Regions from separate parts of the Sus scrofa genome. Here region 1 is linked to region 2. Evidence: chromatin contacts called from public Hi-C data. All regions are on one chromosome and are shown on one strand. Each heading gives the region's core, a stretch centred on a gene start, on an enhancer-like site or on the middle of the called end of the contact. The rest is flanking DNA. Distances are from core to core; before and after follow the strand shown. Region 1 overlaps ADCY5 (adenylate cyclase type 5). Region 2 overlaps HACD2 (very-long-chain (3R)-3-hydroxyacyl-CoA dehydratase 2).

Region 1 (6,587 bases), core at 3,931-6,430, 96 kb before region 2:
ACTGTGATGCCTGGTCTTTTGCAGGCAGGGGTTCAGGAGTTGGAGGACAGAGGATGGGGGGCAGGGTGGGGGATGGTCATGAGCACCAGGAGGCTGAGCCTGGGGCCACTTTGGCCTCCCGGGACGAGACCTCCTGGAGGACTTCTCAGGCCATCCTCCCGGCCACTGTGAAAGAGCACGGCAGGCTTGTGAGAGGAGAAAGGAACAGACACAGGGCAGGAGATGAGAGGGAGGCTTCAAGCTCACAGAGCAGGTGGCTCTGCGAGAACTTTGAGAGAATCCAGGACAGCAACTGCTGCCTGGGTGGGGGGATGGTGCGGAAGTGGGGGCGATGGGAAGTGGCGGGGGGAGAAGGTGTGAGATGAGAGTGGGTGAGGCAGACAATGGAGGCTGTCAGGAGGGCTCTGTGACAGCACAGCGTGTGGGAAGGGCATGTGTTGGGGGGGGGTTGCCTCACCGGAGCTCCGAGACATGGGGACCTGGCGGGGGTCAGCGATTGCAAAGTTAAGAAACCCAACTGGAGCCCCCAAGTCTCAGTCAACTTCTGATCAGACTTTGAACAGCAGACAGACTTCAAACTAAAAGAGTTTCCAGGATGGCATTTCTCCTGCTTGTAAGCATCTCATGCGGGGGTCTCTACACCAGCTCGGGCAGATTATCCTAATTTCTACAGAACAGGAAACTGAGACGCAAAGGAGAAACCAACTCAACCCAAGGATACATGGATGAAATATTAAATAAAGCGGAGGCTACAAATCCAGGTGCTTTTATCCCTTAAAGACACAGCCAGACATCTCTGGGTCTGAACTCGCCTCCCAGCCAGAGGCCAGACTCTCCTAGTGAGGGCTACCTCCCCATTAGAAGTTATTACAGGAGTTCCTGTCATGGCTCAGCAGTAACAAACCCACTAGTATCCATGAGGATGACGGTTTGATCCCTGGCCTCACTCGGTGGGTTAAGATTCCCACATTGCTGCGGCTGTGGCGTAGGCCGGCAGCTGTAGCTCTGATTCGACCCCTGGCCTGGGAACTTCCACATGCCACAGGTGTGGCCCTAAAAAGACACACACACACACACACACACACACACACACACACACACACACACACACACACACCCCAAAACAAACAAACAAAAAAAACCCCTAGAAGTTACTACAGGACTCCCCCAGAAACAGTGAGCTCAGATTTGAGCGCATTTTGGTCTCCAGGAAAAAAATAAGCTAGAAAAATCCTGGCTACAACTACCAATATCCCAGTATGATTATCAACCATGAGCATTTACAGGGAGCCATGTAAATGGGGAACAAGCCGAGGAGAGGTGGGTGGGAAAATGACTCTATTACCCTGTGCCCTCAAATGGACTCTGGTCCCATCAAGCAAAGCCAAGCTCTGAGCAGCTGGCATTTGGGGGGGTCCATGGAACCTGGGCCCCAGAGTGGAGAGTGTGGAGAGAAGAGGCAAGACCTGGGTGAGCCCTGTCAGTGTATTCATCGACCTCAGCCATGGGCTGCGCACTGCCCTCGCCTGCCCTCTTTATAAACCCAGGCACTGTTGGTTCCCTCCCTTGGAGTCGGGCTGCCTGTAAGGGCCCGCCTCCCTAAAATCAGGGTGGGCACACATGCACAGTGCCAGGCTTGGGGTCACCACCATGGGCTCTCCTTAGATCCCATTCTTCCCCCAGGAGAAGTGTAAACAGCACAGTGCCCTGTCTTATAAGCTTTTACCTCTATCCACGGCAAAGGGACTGAGCCTCAGTCTTCTCTCCTGTGAAATGGAAACACCCTCTAGGTTGGCGTGATGGTTAAATAAGTGATTACATTTAAAGTGCTAACAGTGCTGGAGTTCCCGTCAGGTGCAGTGGAAACGAATCCAACTAGGAACCATAAGGTTGCAAGTTCGATCCCTGGCCTTGCTCGGCGGGTTAAGGATCCAGCGTTGCCGTCGGCTGTGGTGTAGGTCACAGACGCAGCTCAGATCCTGCGTTGCTGTGGCTCTGGTGTAGGCCGGCAGCTACAGCTCCAATTAGACCCCTGGCCTGGGAACCTCCATATGCCATGGGTGTGGCCCTAAAAAGCAAAAAAAAAAAAAAAAAAAAAAAAAAAAAGCGTTAACAGTGCTAATAAATATTGTTACCAACATTACTATCATCTGAGGAAGGGTTGGACAGAGATGGACCCGGAATCATGTTATCCCTGCTCCAGGGTTGGAGCATGTTGTCCACTCTGAGTGAAAGGAAGGACTAAGTCATGATGTGGTCTTGAGGCCCTTCAGCCTCTGTACCCTTTGCTTCCCTCGATGACCAGTACATATCCAAGGTCCTCCTCTCTGCTCCAGCCACACTGGCCTCCTTGCTCTTCTGCCAACAGGCCGCCAGACACATTCTGGCCCCAGGGTCTTTGCTCTGGCTGTTCCTTCTGCACAGGATATTCTTACCCCAGATATCCTACCCTAAACAAAGGACCAAACATCCCTTTCAAGCCAGAAAAGTCCTCCAAAGTCAGATCTATCCCTTTGTCCCCAAGCTGGACTGTCCCCAAGCTGGACTGGACTGGAAGGTTTAAAAAGTAGAGGGTGTTGTTGAGGATGTAGAGAAATTGGAACCGTTGGAGTTCCCAGCGTGACGAAGCAGAAACGAGTCTGACTAGGAATCATGATGCTGCGGGTTCTGTCCCTGGCCTCGCTCAGTGGGTTAAGGATCTGGTGTTGCCGTGAGCTGTGGTGTAGGTCACAGGTGTGGCTGGATCCTGAGTTGCTGTGGCTGTGGCGAAGGCCGGCAGCTGTAGCTCCGATTAGACCCCTAGCCTGGGAACTTCCATATGCCGCAGGTGCGGTCAGAAAAAGCAAAAAAAAAAAAGCAAGAAAAAGAAATTGGAACCCTTGTGTAATGATGGTGAGAATGTCAAACAGTGTAGCCACTGTGGAAAATAGAAGGGTGGTTCCTCAAAAAATTAAACAGAGCATACCACCTGACCCACAGATTCGATCTCTGGGTATATACTGAAAAGAACTGAGAGCAAAGATTCAAACACATATTTGTACACCCATGTTCACATCGGCATTATTCACAATAGCCAAAAGGAGGAAACAACCCAAAAGCCCATGGACGGATGAATGGATAAACAAAATGCGGTATATACATTATGTAATATTATTCAGCCTTAAAAATAAGGAAATTCTGACCCATGCTACAACACAGATGAACCTTGAGGACACTATGCTAAGTAAGTCAGGCGCGGGTATCGTGAGGATAGATATGGAATGATTCAACTTATATGAAGTACCTGAAATAGAAAAATTCACAAAGACAGAAAATAGAATAATGATTACCAGAAGCTGAGGGTGGGGGTAGGGGAGTTATTGTTCAATAGGTACCTAGTTTCTTTTTTTTATTAATTTTTTTTTTGGCCGCTCCCACAGCAGGCAGAAGTTGTGGGGCCAGGGATTGAACCCGCACCACAGAAGCAACCTGAGCCACAACAGTGACAATGCTGGATCCTTAACCTGCTGAGCCACCAGGCCACTTCAATGGGTACCGTGTTTCTGATGAGTACGGGAGAAGGTCTGGCAATGGAAGGGGTGATGGTTGCACAGCACAGGGAATGTGCTTTATGTCACTGAATCCTACGCTTAAAAATGGTTAAAAAGATAAAATTTCTGTTATGTATATTTTGCTACAATAAAAAAATAAAAAGAAAGAAAAAAGCCTGAGGACAGGAGACTCAACAGCATATGGAATCCACCCTGGCCCCTGCACTTCCTCCCGGCCCCCTCAGCCTCCCCCACCCCCACCCCAGTGTCTGATGCTGTTACCAGGGTCCCTGCACAACAAGTGGCCTTCCCTATCCTGGAGAGGGAAGGGGGTGGTCCCAGTCTGCTGTGCCCCCTAGTGACAATGAGTGAGGAGCACTCAGGCACCGATACACAGAGGTCACTTGGGAGTTCCCGATGTGGCTCAGTGGTTAATGAATCTGACAAGGAACCATGAGGTTTCGGGTTCCATCCCTAGCCTCGCTCAGGGGATTAAGGATCCAGCGTTGCCATGAGCTGTGGTGTAGGTCGCTGACACGGCTTGGATCTGGTGTTGCTGTGGCTCTGGCGTAGGCCAGCGGCTACAGCTCCAATTAGATCCCTAGCCTGGGAGCCTCCATATGCCACAGGTTCGGCCCTAGAAAAGACAAAAAAAAAAAAAAAAAAAAAAACAGAAAAAGAAGTCTCTTGCCAGAGTTTCCGCTATAGCGCAGTGGGTTAAGAATCTGACTGCAGCAGCTCATGTTGCTGCGGAGATAAGGGTTCGATGCCCGGCCCAGCACAGTGGGTTGAAGGATCTGATGCTGCCTCAGCTGTGGCATAGGTGGCAGCTGCAGCTTGGATTCAATCCCTGGCCCAGGAACTTCCATATACTGTGGGTGTGGCCATTAAATAAAAGAGTCTCTTGCCAAAGAGATGGAGCTTTGTGAATAGGTAGAAAGGGCAAAGAATTTATCACAGAAATTATCACAACTATATTTCAATAAAACTTAAAAAACAGTGCAAAGGGAAAGGGAGTTGCTGGTGAGGCATCTGGGGGACTCTGATTCTGCCTCAAGGACTGTGGATGGCAGTAAAGCCAAGTCAGGGGTAGGCCCTGCCGAAGTGTGTGACAAGAGGAAAGACAGAGGCCCCTGTCCCCTCCGCAGCCTGGCTCTGCAGGAATGTGAAGTGGATCAGGGTGGCCCCCGCGCTAGGCAAGCTTGCAGGCCCGCTCTCAGGTCTCCCACTGGCTTTACCAGTCATTGGTCCAGGCCAAGAGGGAGGAGATTCTCTTGATTGTCCTGGGGAGTTTGCAAGGCTCACAGCTCTGCCCTAACACCAGGGTGGGGTGGGGTGGGGCTGCCCAGCTGAGTTCCAGGCTCCCACCTTCCGGAGATGGACAAGCTCTTCAGGGAGAAGAAAGCCAGATGGAAAAGTGCCCGCCCACGGGGCTAAATTTAGGCTCCACAGCAGCAGAGGCAGCTCCTCTTGCATAGGCCCCTCTGAAAGTCAGCTAAGGAGGTTTACACTATGGGGCCACCCAGAAGGGCAAGAAAACACACACACACACACACACACACACACACACACACACACACACGGACATACACGGACACACACACACACCCTTCCTCCCAGCAGGCCTGGTGAATGCTCCTTCCTGCCCTGTAAGGGGGAGGGAATCCGTCTGTCCTTTACTCCCTGCAGCTCTGAACCCAGGAAGGCCCCACCAGCTATTATTAGCCACGTGACCTCCTGACTCCCAGGTCAGAGGGCCTGAGGTGGCTGGATCCCAAGAAAAGGCCCTGAGGGAGATTTAATAATAAACAGCCTTAAGCCCCCAGCTGCAGATGGGACCAGCTGTCTCCTCTGAGAACGGAGCAGGACGGGAGCAGGACGGCGCAACAGGACACATTATCAAGGCATTTGGTTGGACTTGAGGATGAACCTTGCAACCAAGGGAAAGCTAAAACACGGAGTCACGGAGTCCGGTCCCGGAACATGACTGCGGCACAGAAGGCTGCCTCTCCCTCTGGGCCAAGTCACGTGCGGCCCACCTGTAGACCAGGGGTGACTTATGCTGTGCAGCCCTCGACAACACCAGCTCGTATCTGCACTGCCACTGGCTATACGCCTCTGATACACTCCCTCAGGCCCAGAGGGAGTGAGCCTGTTGAGAGAGCCCCTAACCCTAACCCTAACCCTAGCCAGTTGAGAGCCTGGCGCAGGGCACACAGTGGGTAAGGGCCGGAGCTGGGATTTGAAGCCAGGTGTGTCCTTGTAAAGCCACCATCACATGCACTGCCCTTGTTCTGACCCCAGGACCAAGCTCCAGGGGCCATTTCAATTCATTGCCTGAGAAACTGGTCCTTCGCTGCCCCTTCCCATGAAACAGAGGAGCTGGCCCAAAGCCCGAGGACACCTCTTCTCTCCCATGCTCCCACTCTGATGCTTGGCTCTGGGACAATCTCTGAGCCCCAACTCTTCTCATTTGAGGAGTACCACTGTCGTCTCCTTGCTGCTACTGAAGCCACCCCTCCTTCTGTGGCCTTCAGCTCAGGGAAGGAGGGCACAACGGGACTTGAGAGATGCAGGCACCAAGTGCAGGACCAGCCCTTCAGTCTCCTTGAAGTCCCTGGGACCCCACCCCCGTCCTCAAAGTCATAATATTTACAGGGAACACTGCAAAGCCAGCCACCCCACAGCTCCGCCTGGCTGGCAAGTTACTGCAAACAGCAGATGTCTCTGAACAATATGAACACAGCCCCCTCTCCTCAAGCTCTGCACCCCTCCTCCCCCCGGTAAACAAACAAGCAAGCCACTGGGGCCGAGCGAGCTGCCCTTCCTGCAGAGGTCACCCTGGAGTCCACGCTGAACTCCACTCAAGCACGTCCTTCTAGGGGCAAAGAATGTCCACTGCTGACATACACACGCACTCACAACCAGGGCTATAATCTGTGTGGGTGTGTGATTGGGGGGGGGGGGATGAAGGGACCAAGGCGGAGGCAAGGGGGCAGTGGAGAAAGGACAGAGAGAATATCAATAGAGCCAAAAGGCTTATTTTATTAAAACCTT
Region 2 (6,249 bases), core at 1,382-3,881:
CAGTGGTAGGACCTAAGAGCTGGGGTGGATAAGAATAGGGTGGGAGGTAAGCTGAGCAGGCCTCCCCATTTCCTCTCGTCTGAGCTACTACCTCTTACCAGTTTAGGAAGCGTGCGAATTCTAGGAGGAGCTTCCCAGAACGCCAGAACGCTCCCCTGGGGCTCGAGCCACACTTGCCCATTTCGTGTGTTGTTGGCTGGTTCCCCATCGTTTCTCTTACATACGCCTCCATGAGAGAGGCAGGGGGGAAAAATGAGAGCTCTGGGCCAGGAGTGGTTATTGCTGCCCCCTGCCCCCAGGCAACTCCAAAACCATATCATTATTTCTAACACTCAGCAGGGAGTACCCCGATTTTAACCAGAAGACAAGGACCACAAAGCACACACTGGCTTTCAAAACAAGGAGGTCACTAGTGACCTGGAACAGAGCCACGTCACGTCGGTGGCATGATAGGAAGAGCCAGGCTGAGACGGGAAGAGTGGGAGGTGAGAAGCCGAGGAGCACTGGCAGTACCTTCCCCAGAGAACAGGAGGAGAGAGGGTGGAGTGCTGGGGTCAAAGCCAAGATGGGAAGGGATGGCAAAGAGGAAGCAGAGAGAGGCTGGGATGGCTGGAGTGAGGTCCCTCCCAGGTAGGGGCTGGAAACACAGAAGGGGCTGACTTTAAACAGAGGGTCACCCCTTCCATTCTAACAGGGGGAAGAGAAGAGGGCGCGATTAGTGTAGGCAAGTCTATGGATCTGGTGACAGGAAAATGAAGGAATTGCTAACTGACGGTGGATTTCTCTGAAATGGGAGGTGTTATCCCAGGCTGGAGTGAGTCAGAAGTTTAAAGAGGTTGGAGTGTAAAGGGAATCATGGGCTGGGTGCCAGGCGGGCAGCCCCAAGGGTGAGACACAGGCAAGAGTAGCAGCTGGATGGATCCCAGCTTGGGATTTTGCCAAGAGGGCACAATGGGAGGGCGGGGGGGTGGTGGGTGCAGAGGTTTGTGACAACAGTGAGAAGAACATGGAGTCTGGCAGGAGGGTCTGATGGGATGGTTGAGGGATAGTGGGCAGGAGAGGTCGGGGAAACAGGGAAAGAGCTGAGAGCTTCAGCAAAGCCAGGGATGGGTGTGGCAGGGCACAGCCCTGGAGCTGCCATGGTAGGGGGCTCAGCACTGGTCCCAGCTGTCTCACTGGACAGCCTCCTGAGTCTCGTGCCCTCTTGAGACCTCAGTCTCCTCTGTGCAGGGCAAGTGATGTCTTCTCTGGTTCCTAAGGATCTCCGTGGTGAGCTGCTGTGGGAAAGGAACTTGAAGTCCTTGTCAGATAACAGGGTACACCAGCACAAAGCAGCCATCACCCAGGGAAAGCCAGGTATGAGGTCAAGTGTGGGACAGGGCTTCCTGACACCAGGAGCCTCAAGGACGTGAGCCCGAGAGGCTCTGACAGCCAGCACCTAAGTCCGTGCTTAGAACTGGGGTGTGGGCAAGGGGGGGTGGCAGTTTGGACGGATCCAGATTGGGGTTTTAAGCCTGTGAAGCAGCATCAGGGGCTGCCGGTCCTAGCCGGGTCTTTTCAGACAGACAAGTTCACATTCAGTGGTAGACTCCCTTACAGATGCACCAGAAAGTAGCGAATGGTAGACTCCATCGAGGGTTGATGACACCCGGGTCCTTCATCTAAAACATAATTCATTTACCTATTTGATGATGGTGGTTTATTAAAAATAAAAAACAAGGAAAGTATGCCCAGATCCAAGGCTAAGCCCCCGCCCATTTCTTCTCTTACTTTCTTTTATTCCCCCCCTCGGGATGGGTAAACATTCTCTGATGGGGAAAGCTGCCACCACCAGATTCGTCATTTTCATGGTGTTCAAGGAGCTTTAGCCCTGAAGAATGTTTCAAGGATCAAGGTTGAAAATAGTTTTGGAAGAGCCTGCATTAGCACCCCCTCTCCTGGGGATTCACAAACTGCATTCACATGCAGAAAGATCTGAGAAGATCAGCAGGAGAGAAAACTTTTCTTTTCAACCCTTTGAAGCTCTGAACCTTCCTCCCTAACACACCCATGCTCCAATGCTCCTCTGAACATGTGGATTTCACTATGACACACACCCGCTCAATAAACAAACCACCTGCAGGCGACTATGACGATCCGCCCCCGGCACAATCACCTAGTGTGGTTGTGGAGGGATTACATGTGCCCTCGGTTATCTATGTGGCATGTCCAAAACTGGTGTCATTTAAACAGCTCTCTCTTGAGGAAGACTTTAAGCCTGTTAGAGAATAATCCGCGGCATGAATAGAAGTATTTTAAATCTGTGAGAAAACTCACAGACCAAGAGTCAAGTTAACTCACACCCACAGAGTGTACTGGACAAGCTGCAGACAAGCATTCTCGGGGCCAGACGCGGCCTTATAAGGTGGCCTGAAATTTTCCCATGGCCCAGGCCACTCTCCAAAAATATCCAGAGACAAGAGAAGAGTGGGAACTGACCTCCCTGAACGTTTCAAAGATTAACAAGCAGGCTCTCCATTAAACAGGAGCACTAACACCTGCTTTACGAACAGCTCCAAAATCCCTCCACACTGTGAAACCAAGCTGCCTGCAGGGTCCCAGCTGGGGAGGTCTCCGCGGCAGGAAGGGAACAGATGCACACATCCAAGCTGTTTTTTGCTCTAGAGAAAAGTGTTACTTACTGTACCCCTCTAGAATATGCTTTAAGATTGGACTGCCTTTGTTTTATAGGGTCAGGACAAATCTGTGACTCATTTTCACTAGTGTGCCTTTCTGCCCCTTCTGAGGGCGACCTTGGGCCAAAGCTGTCTGTTTCAAAAGGCCTTGGACTCCCAAGGCCCTGATGGCCTGTGAAGTGCTGCCCCCCAGTGGAGCAGCCTGGCCATGACAACATGGAAGCAGAAATGGCCTTTGGGCTTTAACCTGAAGTGCAGCATCTGGATTGCATCCACGAAGGTCGGAGACAGATGTGGAAGTGCTGTCATGGTAGTTAAGTCCATGTTGGAATTAGTGACCAGAAAACAATTCCCAAATGTAAACAGGTTTATGACATTGGCACTAGATGCTTAAGTACACAGCCTCTCACACATTTTATTTTTGTTCATTCAAAGACCTTTAGTGTAGGAGTTCCCCAGCAGCTCATCGGGTTAAGAACACGACTTGTATCCATGAGAATGCGGGTTTGATCTCCAGCCTCGCTCAGTGGATTAAGGATCTGGCATTACGGTGGCTGTGGCAGCTGCAGCTTTGAATCAACCCCTAGCTCTGGAACTTCCACATAGCAGGTGCGGCCCTAGAAAGACAAAAAAAAGGACTTTTAGGGTGAATTGCCTTTTTGTTGGAAAAAAGATTATTTCTGGTAATGAGCCTTACCTTTATAACACTAGGTATATCTTTTTAAATTTGAAAAAAAAGAAAAGATTAGTCATGTTTAAAATAAAAGTATTGGTCAAAATACCGCGCAGCTCTCTTTTTTAACTCTGGTTCTCACTTGCAGGCAGAGAATGTTAATAGGTATGGTATTTTTGGTAATAGTTGTTTAGAATGGTTTTTCACCACTAAACTGTATGACAATGAACCAGTCTATTTGTAAGGCTGGGATTAAAAAAAAAAATAACATGAGGAATTGCAAAGCCAGTCTTCATTCTTGTTAAAGGGAACAGAACAACACAGCAGTATTTTCGGAATGCTGTGTAACAGTAGGTCTCTTAATTATACCAATGGTAATTCCTCAGGCTAGGGCTTGTGTTAACTTGGTACATATAATTGCCACAAAATATGACAATGACAAATTACAAAGCCCTGGCTGGTTTCCCATTACCACCCTAAGATTGTAAAGGTTGTATTTTCTGGGTAGCCTGGACTATTAACTTTACCATCTGTTCCTCAGTTTCAGTTGAAATAGTTTTCTTTCTTTTCATAAATGAAAGACTCTATATGGGAAGGAAAGTGATCCTAACCATTGTGCTGGTAATGTCTAGGATGTGACCAGGCAGCATTTAGGGGAAAAAAAAAAAAAAAAGCTCCTCTTTGGAACAAAGACCACACCCCTGGGCAAGGGTGACAGTCAACTTCGAGAAAGACCTGGCAGACTCAGGCAGGGGGGCATGTTCCCGCTGGGGGTGCCTTGAGAGAGGTCACCCACAGAAATAACCGGCACAGGGACACATCCGCACTTTCTTGGAGGTGAAGGAATTTGGGGTGGAGAACCAGCATGTCCGAAGTGGCCGAGCCGAGTACCAGCTCAGGGTCTTTCTGGCCACGTCTTACTGTGAACATCAGTGTCTTTGTGTTTGGAAGCGTTTTCGGGAGGAGGTGCTTGACCACGTGACCAAGTCCTTGTTTTACTGTGAGAGGAACACTGCTGGGCAACAGTATTTCCCCTCTCGACTTAGAAAAGTTAGATTAAAACATTGTAAGATAAGGGCCCTCAATCTCTTACTCGTTTTCTATTTTTCCTGGTCACTGTCTTGTCCTGCAGCCATGCTGGGGACCGGCTCGGTAAGCTTGAAGACGGACTGGCAGGAAGAATGACTTTTTGGAAACCTCTTGATATAAATCTGTCTATTTTTCCTGTAAGTATAGAACCATTATGAGTAGCAGAATTAGGTTTTAAAACTGTAAAGAAAGAGCTGGCATCCCTAACAGAACGGAAACTCTTCCAGAATCCTACACCACCACTTTGAGGACAATTGATGCGAAAAATCACTAGACCCACTAGTCTGTACTTCAAATCCAGGCAGAGCACATACCAGTTTATTTTGAAATGCAACACAGATCAGTATTTTATGAATACAACTTATTACTACGTTAACATTATCAGGTAAAAACAGCTTCCAAATGCATGCATAGAAAGTTAAGCATAGTCTTTGAACTCCTTATTTCTAAATATACAAAAAATACATTTAAATTATATAATTTTAGTGAATCAAAGACTTATAAAATTACAATTTTGGTTTTCACAACATAGAAAAAATATAAAAATGACTATATATACGGTTGTATAATTTTTTACCCAAATTTCAAAGGAGCAGTATGTACTGATTTTTGTCTTAAAATGTTTTATCTGAAACTCAGAACTGAAAATAATTTGCAGGTTGTACCACATCACTGCCAACCTTTCATTACAAGTGAATAACCAAAAACACAAGTGGAAGTGAGGGCACAATCTCTTCACATGCCTCAATGCTACATCTTCTAAACCCTTCCTGCCGGAAGCTGGCTCCAGAGGAACGTTTCCGTCAGGGAGGATGTGCTTTTATTCCATGACTAACTCTCCATGGTGCCTTTCATAATCGTCAGTATGTGTTAAATGAATGACCCCAACCTTAGCAAACAGAACACAGCAAGATGCAAATGAGCAGCTTGTGTCTACAAAGCACTACCTAGTACCTCAAAGAATTCTGTCAGAAGGTGGTCCCCGGAGGGGGGGATCTGAAACACCCAATCAGGTGGGGGTGGGAGGTGGGCCGAGGATGCCTTTGACTGTGCCCTGAAATGAAAACAGTCAATCTGACAAAATACCCACCCGACACCACCCTCTGCATTCATACTTCATAAGAAGCTGTGGCACCTGGTGGGGTTGGATGTTCTCAATTCATCAAAGAATGCCACCACTTCCAAAGAGAAATGAATCCACGTTAAGAGATAAAGAAACCAGTTACCGAGAGAGATGACTAGAGGACAGGGCGGCATGCCTTCTTTATCTGCAATGAGCATTTTAAACGTTGATGGACCAAAATGCACACCGGTTGAGACCCTTTTTAAGAGGGGAGTTGTTCACTGAGTTCTTGTTGCCGAAGTTCAAGGTGATGCAATCCCACTATTTGTGACACTGTTTTCCATAAACAGGGACAAACTATAATACAGACGGCTGAATAAAACCCCCAATCCAGCAATCCTGGCAAGCCTGTATTTCTCATCCTATCTTCTATAACTATTCCCCAAACAAATGAAAAAAAATCTTACCCAAATTAAGTAATAAGGCTACTATCACCCAAATCGATTCTATTTTATAGTAGAAATACATTTTGGAAAAATAAAAAGAGAAAAAGCACGAAAAATAATCTTTCCCTCACATTTTGTTTATCAAGTACAAGAATACTCTAATCTTAACATGCCCAAGTTAAGAGTGCTGACTTTAAGAAGCAGAATTTTCATGTTCAATTCAAAAATAATCTATTACGTATCTGTCTGCATTAAATTTTAGGCTACGTATTTTCTTCTCATTTTTTTCTTAATTTTCAAGCT

What was found. Hi-C and Micro-C count contacts between places; a contact is called where the count stands out from the background.
Region 1: a contact with region 2 is called in a Hi-C map of heart right ventricle, with 2.8 times the contacts expected there. The contact joins two enhancer-like sites. A contact is called at or near these places in 2 of 47 Hi-C or Micro-C datasets (epiblast stem cells and heart right ventricle) and 1 of 2 datasets of contacts at active chromatin or transcription factors (alveolar macrophages).

The regions. Positions count from the first base shown.
Region 1 is chr13:137,029,859-137,036,445 of Sscrofa11.1, reverse strand. The region is part of intron 1 of ADCY5 (adenylate cyclase type 5); the gene reads right to left. Among named protein-coding and RNA genes, the nearest start is that of ADCY5, 67 kb to the right of the region's middle. Within about 2 kb of position 5,180, at least 27 of the 83 cell types and tissues checked have an H3K27ac peak or open chromatin away from gene starts, as enhancers often do.
Region 2 is chr13:136,932,038-136,938,286 of Sscrofa11.1, reverse strand. It overlaps HACD2 (very-long-chain (3R)-3-hydroxyacyl-CoA dehydratase 2), which reads right to left. Exons shown (of 7, transcript XM_013982376.2): 7 at 4,723-6,249. Among named protein-coding and RNA genes, the nearest start is that of ADCY5, 31 kb to the left of the region's middle. Within about 2 kb of position 2,631, at least 15 of the 83 cell types and tissues checked have an H3K27ac peak or open chromatin away from gene starts, as enhancers often do.